Linked DNA regions of Mus musculus: region 2 is linked to region 1. A link is a contact called in public HiChIP or PLAC-seq data. All regions are on one chromosome and are shown on one strand. Each heading gives the region's core, a stretch centred on a gene start, on an enhancer-like site or on the middle of the called end of the contact. The rest is flanking DNA. Distances are from core to core; before and after follow the strand shown.

The links. HiChIP or PLAC-seq counts read pairs in DNA pulled down with a chosen protein or histone mark.
Region 2: a contact with region 1 is called in a BATF HiChIP or PLAC-seq map of CD8 T cells, with 48 read pairs. The contact joins the promoter of Rnf157 here to the enhancer-like site in region 1. A contact is called at or near these places in 5 of 39 promoter capture datasets (the C10 cell line, the HPC-7 cell line, cranial neural crest and 1 more), 2 of 15 datasets of contacts at CTCF or cohesin (CD8 T cells and the NIH/3T3 cell line), 11 of 484 Hi-C or Micro-C datasets (the Ba/F3 cell line, the G1E-ER4 cell line, the MNK3 cell line and 5 more), 15 of 115 datasets of contacts at active chromatin or transcription factors (the 230-238 cell line, CD8 T cells, the HPC-7 cell line and 8 more) and 4 of 9 other capture datasets (adipose tissue, embryonic stem cells, liver and 1 more).

The regions. Positions count from the first base shown.
Region 1 is chr11:116,374,052-116,379,124 of GRCm38.p6, reverse strand. All of the region lies in intron 2 of Rnf157 (ring finger protein 157), which reads left to right. Among named protein-coding and RNA genes, the nearest start is that of Rnf157, 36 kb to the left of the region's middle. Within about 2 kb of position 1,859, at least 87 of the 459 cell types and tissues checked have an H3K27ac peak or open chromatin away from gene starts, as enhancers often do. A contact at or near this core is called in the 230-238 cell line, CD8 T cells, the G1E-ER4 cell line and 6 more, where this site is marked.
Region 2 is chr11:116,410,169-116,415,781 of GRCm38.p6, reverse strand. Rnf157 (ring finger protein 157) reads left to right here and starts at 2,750. Exons shown (of 19, transcript NM_027258.1): 1 at 2,750-3,085. The coding sequence starts at 2,998.

The DNA of each region.
Region 1 (5,073 bases), core at 610-3,109:
AGGACTCACTGAAAGTGGGCTACTTCCAGTGGAGCCACCAGAGCCGTCCCAGGCTGCTTAGTGCACAGTGCTCTGTGCCCACCTAATGTGTCTTGTCATCTGCAGAGAGCCAACCTATGAGGGTAGGAAACAGATCCTTGGCTGCCATCGCCCGAGTGACAGGAAGGGACGACCAACTCAAGGTTTTGGGGGGTTTGGAAATCTTGGTTTTATTAATTAATTATTTTTGTTTGTTTGTCACCTTGTCACATGCTGAAGTCATCTCAGGAGCAGAAGCTCTACTGAGAAAATGCCTCATCGTGTGACTTCTCTCAGGCTGACAGCTGTAAGCTGAATTAAATGTTGTCTTCCACAAGTTGCTTTTGGTCATGGTTAGCCACAGTAATGGGGACCCTAACTGAAACATTATCTTTCTCTCTTTTAAAACAGTGTCTTACCGTGCAGTCCTGGCTAATCTAGAACTCACGGATCTCTGTCTGCTTCAAACTCCTGAGTGCTGGGATTGAACGCATGTGCTAATACCTTGACAGAGTTGGAATTTATGTCTCTGTTGGAAGTTTGCGTCTCAAACAGAGTAAATATTTCTGGGAAGACACAGTCTCTCCAGGGTCACAGCAAAGTAATGTACAGTCTAATTGTGTTTACTCCAAGTGCTCAGGGATTTATAGATGAGATACTTAATTGCTTATATTTCATTTGTACTTTTTGTTTTGTTTTGCTTTTTTTGTTTTTTCAAGACAGGGTTTCTCTGTGTAGCCCTGGTAGTCCTGGAACTCACTCTGTAGATCAGACAGGCCTCGAACTCAGAAATCCGCCTACCTCTTCCTCCTAAGTGCTGGGATTAAAGTCGTGTGTCACACCACTGCCCAGCTATACATTATTTTTAAAGATTTATTTTTGATATTTTTAATTATGTATATGTGTGTGTATATGTGTGGGCATTATGAAAGACAAAAATAATGTAAGAAACAAAGCATGTATCCCAGGTAGAATGTGCTATTGAGGATCATGTCACCATTGCTGATCGCTGGTGACATGCCTTTCAAAGCATTTTCATTTGATCTCAGTTTCCCTTTAAGATACACAGGAGCTGTAATTCTTGTTCTACAGATGGGGACACTGATGTCCAGGGACATTTATAATGACTTGTCTGAGTGTCCTCCGTCAAGTCAGTGGGAGAACAGAGGCAACGCCCTGACCTGACTTCCGATGTCACCCCTGGTAATTAAATCAGTTAGCTTAAGAAATACTAAGTAGCAAGACAACTTAATAAGTAAGTGTGTCCCTCAGGTCCAGTCCTGTGGCCCACCCAGAACTCACGGGGCAGAGACTAGAGAGAGGATGCTAAAAGTTCAAGACCACCTTGGTCTACATAGTGAGTTCTGGACCAGCCAGGCTGCACGGCGTGTGCCCTTGTCACACAAAAGAAATCAGATCTACCTGGTGACCTTTCTTTTTTCAGTTATATTTGTGAGTGTTAATTGTGCACATGTGGTCTGAGAGGCAATACTCAGTCTAGTGAGTCACCCTGGGGCACACACTGCCAGTATATATTTCTGTCTGTACTGGTTTCATCATGCAAGTGGCCCAAAAGTGGGTTTTCCCCTCCAGAATATAATGTCCCAGAATAGCACACACACACACACACACACACACACACACACACACACACACACAGAGTTGTGGTGCACTAGGAAGGTGGCAAGCTGGGCTCAGACACTCTTACAGGATCGTGGGGAAAGGTGCTGTGTGGTGGGAGTCTCTCTGGAAAGTGCCACTGAGAGCCCAGGGCAGCTGTGGTGTTGGGCAGATGAGCTCTGAAGCATCTGGCTGCAGGAATTTCCTCGAAATGTCTTAGAAACCACGGACACTCTCACCCGCTTCCTGTTGCCGTCGTGGTCCCTTACGGGAAACAGTGCTTACTACTGTTGCAGTTCAAAGAAAATTTTGCTTCATTTTTCTGCCTTTTTTTTTTTTCTTTTCCTTTTTTGGTGTGATTCAGGCCTTGAACTTGTGATCTTTCTGCCTCTGCCTTCTGAATGTTAGGGTTACATGTACCACCACACCCAGAGAATTTTCTACTTTTAAAGATATATAAATTTTAATGAGACAGTTCTACTTTCTACTGAAGGCTATAAAAGCCCTTCTGGGCCAAAAAGTCTTAACAACATCTCTAAGTGGCATACTTACTTCATTTTCTAGCCAGTCCATGAGCAAGTGGCTTAGGAGCTCTGATATACAGAAATTAGTTATATGCTTATTTTTTGTAGAAGGCAGAGCTAAGAGTGAGCTAACTGTGGAACATAGTCCTCAGCTGTATCTTATTTTTTTTTTTTAAGATTTATTTACTTACTTATTTATTTATTTATTTATTTATTTAATGTACATGAGTACATTGTAACTGTACTGATGGTTGTGAGCCTTCACGTGGTTGCTGGGAATTTGAATTCAGAACCTCGGCTCGCTCCGGACGACCTCGCTCAATCCCTCTGGCCTAAAGATTTATTTATTTATTATATCTAAGTACACTGTCGCTGTCTTCAGACACACCAGGAGAGGGCATCAGATCCCATTACAGATGGTTGTGAGCCACCATGTGGTTGCTGGGAATTGAGCTCAGGACCTCTGGTAGAGCAGTCAGTGTTCTTAACCCCTGAGCCATTTCTCCAGCCCAATTTTAATGTTTTTGTGTACATATGTGTGTTTGCCTGGGTGAGCTTATGTGCACCATGTGTGTGCAGGAGCCCATGGATGCCAGGAGAGGGTGCAGATGCCCAGGGGCTGGAGTTAGAGATGTGAGCTACCATGCAGGTGCTGCCAGCTGAGCCCTGGCTCCCTGCAAGGGCAGGAAGGACCCTAACTCTGAGCCAGCTCTCCAGCCCGAAAAACTACTTTTATGAATTGTTTTTTGACTTTGCAGAAAAAATTGTTGCTTTGCTGCATAAAACAGCCCAGCAAGGGAAATACATCCCAAAACTGAGAGTGTATTGTTCCTTCTTTGACATTGAAGAGCCGACACCTAGACACTTCTCTCAACTCACAGGCAGTTCCAATGGGGAAAGCCTAGGGTTTTTTTGTTTGTTTGTTTGGTTTTTTTGTTCTTTTGTTTGGTTTGATTTGGTTTTTCAAGACAGGGTTTCTCTGTGTAGCTCTGGCTGTCCTGGAACTCACTTTGTAGACCAGGCTGGTCTTGAACTCAGAGATCTTTTGCCTCCCAAGAGCTGGGATTAAAAGTGTTCACTACCACTGTCCAGCAGTCATTTTTAAGGGAAATGTATTAGTGTGTTGTATGTGCACACATGTATCACATATTCAAGGCGACATTCCAGGACTACCTTTGAGAGTTTCCTCCTTCTCTGCGGGTCCTGGGACTTGAACTCGCTCAGCTTATCAGGTTTCACATGTGGTGAGTTTACCCTGTGAGCCTTCTCACTCACCCCTTCCTGGATCTTGATGAATACAAATTTTAATCTCATAAATTATTGGGTAACTTCTTACTGTATGTTTTATTCTTAAGGAAACAGAGGATTGGTGGGTAAAGCAACTTGTGTAAACCCACGCACACGTTTCACCAGTGGGTCCTGTTTTTCTATGACCTGTTTCAAAGTCTGAGTTACAGATTTTTAATTTATATTTTTTAAAAACAGGGTCTCACTATGTAGACTGGGCTGGCCTTGAACTCACAGAATCAGCCTGCTTCTGCTTCCTGAGTGCTGACAATAAAGGTATGCCACACCACAACTGTGAGCTGTAGATTTTGAAGAGTACTGTGATGTCCTTATTACATCATTTCAGAGATATTCCTTGTACTATGGTATTCTTTTTTTTGTTTTTGTTTTTTGAGACAGGGTTTCTCTGTATAGCCCTGGCTGTCCTGGAACTCACTCTGTAGACCAGGCTGGCCTCGAACTCAGAAATCCTCCTGCCTCTGCCTCCTGAGTGCTGGGATTAAAGGCGTGTGCCGCCACGCCCGGCTGGTATTCTTTATATTATAGTATTCATTGTATTACTGTAGTACAGTATTATAGTATTCTTTGAACTATAGTATTTCTAGTACTACAGTATTCCTTGTACTATGGTATTTCTTATAGAATCCCTTGTATTATAGGAATACAATATTCTGTGTACTATAGTATTTCTTGTATTATTGTAGTATAGTACTCCTGGACCCATTATTGATCAATCCTTTTTTTTTTTTTAAAGATTTATTTATTTATTATATGTAAGTACACTGTATCTCTCTGGGTGTCAGATCTCATTACAGATGGTTGTGAGCCACCATGTGGTTGCTGATGGTTGTGAGCCACCATGTGGTTGCTGGGATTTGAACTCCTGACCTTTGGAAGAGCAGTCGGGTGCTCTTACCCACTGAGCCATCTCACCAGCCCCTTGATCAATCTTGATCACTTGATCCAGACAGTACAGGTTTATCTACTGAAAACTTCCACTTTTCCATATTTTGTTAGAGGCCAGTCACTAAGTCCTGCTGAACCTTGGACTTCTTACTTAATTATGGAGTTGTGCATTCTTTACAGGTTATTAAGCATAAAAGAGTCTTTGTATAAATGGCCAGGCTGAGAATTATAAATTTAACTTACATTAATGATGTTGGGGGATGGGTAGTATGAATTATTTTTATTACAGTTACTTATTGGGGATTTTTTTTTATGTGTATTTGTGGTCTGTGTGGCGGGATTGGGGGTGCACGTGCCACAACACTCACATGGAGGTCAGGAGGAAACTTAGAGAAGTTGGGTCTCTTTCCACTTGTGTGAGTGAGTACTGAGGATGGAGCTCGGCTGTCAGCGGGGCAGCAAGCGAGTTCACCCACAGAGCCATCTTGCTGGCCCACGAAGCCCTTCATAAAGGATTTCTGTCCTTGCTTTACGCCCTGAGTAAACTTGGAGCATGGCCCTTTGATTGTCTGTTTGTTTTAGACAGGATCTCCTTAAGTAGAGCAGACTGGCCTCAAACTGTCAACTCTCTAGCTTCTGCCTCAGAAGTAGGGATTACAAGATTGCAGGCATGACCTGCCGTGGAGCTGAAGCTTGGCATCCTACTGGCAGGCAAGGA
Region 2 (5,613 bases), core at 1,501-4,000, 36 kb before region 1:
AGAAACTGAGATGAGGTTTCTAAGGGATAGGTAACATCTACTTCATCCACTGGATTTCTAGATGTGTGAGAGGTTAAAATAGGGTACGGAGCGGCTACCTGCTTGTCCCTGTGGTAATATAGTCCAGGACCTCAAAAGAGCCTCTAGAATTCCACATGAGCTGCTAGCCCCTCCCCCCCAGCTGCAATCTACATAAAGTTGCTTTTTGCTTTCTAAATAAGCAAGCAAGCAAACAAAACAAGCCTGGCCCGGAGCCTCACTGCCGTGGCTGCTCTATCTTATGTCTCTTTACTTTTCCAAGGCTGTGGGTATGATTTCCTCATGGGAGGAGGCATCACCTTCTAGGATGGGAAGCGCTATGGGAGATAGGAATTAATCTATATCAGGCTCCAAGCAGGCTGAGGTCCTATGAGTGTCGCTACTTTTTGTTTATTGGATTTATTTATTTATTTATTTATTTAAAGGCATGGTCTCACTATGCAGCCCTGGCTAGCCTGGAACTCACTATGTAAACCAGGTGGGCCTTGAACTCACAGAGATCCACCTGCCTCTGCCTCCCAAGTGCTGAGATTAAAGATATTCACTACGAAACCTGGCTGTACGTTGTTACCCTTGAATGTATGTCTGTGCACAATGTGCAGTGTCAGGTCCCCAGAGTCAACAGAGGGTATGACATTCCCTGGAACCAGAGTTACAGATGGTTCTGAGATACCATGTGGGTGCTGGGACTCAAACTTAGGTCCTTTGTAAGAACAGGAAGAGCCTTAACTGCTGGCCCTTCTGTCCACAGCCCCAGACAGAGGATCCTGTAATCAACAGTACTGAGGTGGGCAGCACAGTGAGACCCCCTATCTCAAAAATAGAAATGGTTGTGTCACTTTTGTCTGCAAGTCTGTGGTTTTTGCTGTTTTATACGCTCCAAGGTTTCATGTGGCCTGAGCTAGCTCATTATGCAGTCTGGAGTTCTTGATCCAGCTTTCTCCACTTCCCAAAGGCTGGAGCCACACGCAGTCACCTGGCACCTGTGAGGAAGGATCTGTGTGTAGAGAAAGGAAAATAGAGGGAGGCTACAGCTCTCCCCTAAGATACCTCTGGAAGCCTAATGGTTAGGGCTGGGGGGCTGCAGGGAGAGCTCCAAATTCAGGTGAGCCCTGTGACCTGGATGAGGGTGTCTGGAGCAGGGACTTGGCCTCCCTCATTATCACCCGATGTGCATGATAGGAGTGGGTGCCTGGCTTCCAGGGGACCTTGGGGGAAAACCAAGGCAATTTTTCATAAGTAACTTTAACACAGAGTCAGTTAAATTCAGGTGAATGAAAATGCAAAATACTCTTGGGAGGCAGAGGCAGGAGACTCAGAAATTCAAGGCCACATTGGTTACAAGAAGTTCTGGGTCAACGAGAGCTACATGAGATCTGGTCTCAAGGTGGAGGGGGAGCCGAGGAACTGAGATATATCCCTAGAATCCACACAGTTGAAGAGAAAACACTTCTGCAAGTTGTCCTTTGACCTCTAAAATCACCTGGCGATACAGGAGAGGAACCCCCCCCTGCCAACACACAAATAAAATGTTAACATCAACAACAAAACTTAAACCACACCAACCCCTGCAAACCACACACACACACACACACACACACACACACACACACACGGGGGGGGGCGGGGGGGTGAGAGAAGAGAAGAGAAGAGAAGAGAAGAGAAGAGAAGAGAAGAGAAGAGATCAGGAGACAGACAGATCTACAAAACAGTTTTACAAACCTAAAGAAGGGAATCAGTCACCCCAAACTACTGTGTATGTTGTTGAAAGTTGACGTCATGCTGAAACAGTTCGGAACCTTGATCAGTCTCCCCCCAGAGAAACAAAAACAAAACAAAAAAATCCCCAAAACCTCATCATACCCACAAATACATAAATGTCTGTAATTAACTGAGCAATGACGTCTTCTGCCTGCCCACTGTGTGTGTGTGTGTGTGTGTGTGTGTGTGTGTGTGTGTGTGTAGGGAAGTCCTAGATCTGCCCTATCAAATTCCCTTTTTGATTCGAGGACTGTTCACTGATAGGCCACACAAGGCTCTTTCCAGTGTCTCCAGAGAACAGTTCACAAGGGACAGGCTCAGAGTGACTATCTTGAGTTAATGCCTACCAATCCAAACCCTAAAGGCTACCCGAGCTGTCCCAGGAAGGAGGTTACAAACAGCATTTACGGAGGGATGGCCACATCTTAGCTGACCATCCCAACATCCCCTATGCAGTCTTGGTGACATTTGGGATGTGAGGTTGGCAGAGCACTTGGGGTTCAGGCGGTAGGGGCATGAGGGATGTGGATGCTCGCCCCTGGGCTATGACCTCGACAGACGCGGAGGAGGCGGGGCTCTGGCTGCCAGGGCGGGGCGGCTCGCTGTGGGATTCAGGGACAAAGACGCGCGAGCTCGAGGCAGGCCTCCCCGGTGCCACGGGGGAGGCGCACCCGGAGCAATAATCCCACCGGGACACCGCTCGGGTGCGGCGGGGACCATGCTTCTTCCACCCGCCGTGGCCGAGCAGCTCCGGGAGACTCAGACCCTTGCCCGTCGCTGCCGCCGAGCCCCAGGCCGCATCCGCGCCGCAACCTCCGCGCGAAGCACGCGCCGCGGGCGCCCACCGCAGCTCGTTTCCTATTGGCTGGCCGGCCCGCGGGCGCTCCCGCCCCGCCGTCCCATTGGCTGAGGCCGCCGCGGTCCCCCCGCGCGCTAGCCGCCGCTGACATCACGCGGTCTGAGGCGGCGGCGGCGCCCCCGGGCTCAGCCCCGCAGCCCCCTCAGGCAGAGGCGCCGCCGCGGTGCCCGGCGGAGGATGGTGCGCGCCGTGCGGGCCGCTCCCCGCAGCCTCAGCCGCAGCAGCGCCTCAGCCGAGCGGGCCGCGGCGGGCAGCCGACCCCCGCACCGGGCGTGCGGCCGGCCGGCGCGCTGAGGCTCGGACGCCGGAGCCCGGGCGACGCCGCGATCGCAGCGGCCATGGGGGCCCTGACGAGCCGGCAGCACGCGGGCGTGGAGGAGGTGGACATCCCGTCCAATTCCGTGTACCGCTACCCGCCCAAGTCCGGTGAGGGCCGGGCGCGCGCCACGGGCCGGGCGGAGGGGAGGCCGCGCGTCGGATGCTGCGGGCGGGCAACGCGGTGGCCCGGGCGGCCCCGAGTCGGCCGCGGAGCGGGGGAGGTCTTCGGGATGCAGGGCGGGGGGCGCTCCCCATCCCGGGCCTCGGCGACGCCACGCGGAGGACTGCAGGTGCCTGCAGGGTCACCGAGGTCACCGCTCGCGTCCTCCGTGGTAATCTGCTCTGCGACAGGGACGCGCGCCGCCGGGGATGCGGCGTTGCAGCGGCTGCGGGTTGGAGAGGCATCCCTGACAGGCACCTGTGCCAGGTGTTGTCCCCGGGCTGTCGCATCCATGTCCCTTGGGACAGCTAGAAGTGCGTTTCTGCGAGCGTGAGGAGTAGTGCGGGAGGACGAACTTGCTTAAGCAGTTCTTCGCTTTTCTGGAGACTATCAGGGCGGGGATTGGGGGAGAAACTAAGTTAACAGAGATGTGTAGGAATCTGACAAGAGTCACTTGGATTGCCCCTTTCCTAGTTTCTGTCAAGGAGATGGCTGGAGACAGAGCAAAAGTGTTTTCTGTCGTACACTGTCACTTGAAACAGTCAATGCCTCCATCAGCATCAGCATTGCAGGAGAGTTTTGACAGCAGATGAGAAAGTAGTCCACTTGAGTGAGGACTGCTGTTCAAGCTGCTGGCGAGTGACCCAGCTACATGTCCTTTATCATCACCTTTATCTAAAAAAAATTTTTTTTTGCTTGCTGATCTCAAGACCCCCGGGACTCGTGTCTACCACCTTCCCTCTGGCTTGAGGACCTGGTGTGGATTTTGATGCGGGAGTAGTGAGTGAGGTGTCAGAATTGGACAGGGTCCCATTCTCTCTTGGTAGAATAAAGACATGCTAATGAGTCGAGCTGATTTCTCAGCAGTACATCCAGTTTCTGCCAGGTGGAAGCTGGGACCAGACAATGAACCTGCCTCCCTGCGGAGTGAGTGCCAGTAGCTCCCTGTCTTGCTGCTTTTGTGCCAGAGAATGAGTCCTAGCAGAAATGAGTGAGAACCACTTTAGAGAGGTCTGACATTAAGCAGCGATTGTTAGTGTTTTTAATAAACCTCTTGCTAATAATGACCGCATGGTTACTTTTATCTATTAAAATTGCATCTTGGTGCCCTGAAGGCTGAGGCAGGATTGTTAAATTTGGGGTCAGCCTGGGCTACACAGTGAGACTGTCTCAAACAAAATAAAACCAATACAACAACAAAAAGGAGGCTGATCTAGCCCCGCTCCCCAGCCATAGGATTACAAATGTGAGCCACTATACCCAACTAGCATTTTGTTCTTTTAAAAACACAAATATGAAGCCAGGTGTGGTGGTGCACGCCTTAATCCCAGCACTTGGGAGGCAAGTATGTATATATCTCTCTGTGAGTTCAAGGCCAGCCTGATCTACAAACCGAGTTCTAGCCAGGGCGGTTATACAGAGAAACCCTGCCTAAAAAAAAAAACTAAAAAGCACAGCAGCAGTTGGGTTTTTCCTCTTAAGTGCCTTAGCCTTTTATCGATCAGAAGATAGAGCATGCTTTGCTGAGCTTGGAGTTTGTGAGAGAGTCCGCTGCCTCAGGAGAATATTTACCCTTCCTCCACTTAATCCTCTTGCCTTAGCCTCCCCTTCCAAACAGGAGGATTACAAGGTGAGCTGCCACATCTGGCTCCAAAGCCTTTCTTAACTAACACATTTAGTATTTAACAATTCAAAAATGCTCCCCACTCTGCCAATCTCTGAAATGTTTTACCTAATTTTAACTCATTTTTACTTCTTCATTTTTTAGTGTTGTTTTTGAAACAGGGTCTTATTTAGCACTGGGTGGCCTCAGAGTGATTTTTGTAGCCAAGGATGTCTGCAAATTATCAACTAGGCAAGTTGATAATCTAGAATGTAACCATAGTAGCTTCCTCTTAAAAAGAATCTATTTTTTTTTAATTATGTGTGAATGTGTGTGGCTGCAGCGGCATTGGACTCTTTGGAGCTGCAGTTATAGGCATGTATGCAATTGTGAGCTACTGAGTGTGGGAGCTGGCAACTAAACTACTTGTGTCCTCTGCAAGAGCAGCATGGGCTCTTAACTAGCGGCTCCCTCTTTTAATCTCTCTCTCTCTCTCTTTTTTTTTTTTTTTTTTTTTTTTTTTTTTTTTTTTGGTTTTTTGAGACAGGGTTTCTCTGTATAGCCCTGGCTGTCCTGGAACTCACTTTGTAGACCAGGCTGGCCTCGAACTGAGAAATCCGCCTGCCTCTGCCTCCTGAGTGCTGGGATTAAAGGCGTGCGCCACCACGCCCGGCTTAATCTCTCTCTTAATTTGTCTGTCTTCCTTCCTTCCTTCCTTCCTTTCTTTCTTTCTTTCTTTCTTTCTTTCTTTCTTTCTTTCTTTCTCTTTCTCCTTTTTTTTTGAGTCACCATCTTACTATTATCTTATCAGGAACTATTGAGATCTCTGCCTTGGGCTCTGAAGTGATAAGGATTTCAGGTGTAATACAGTGT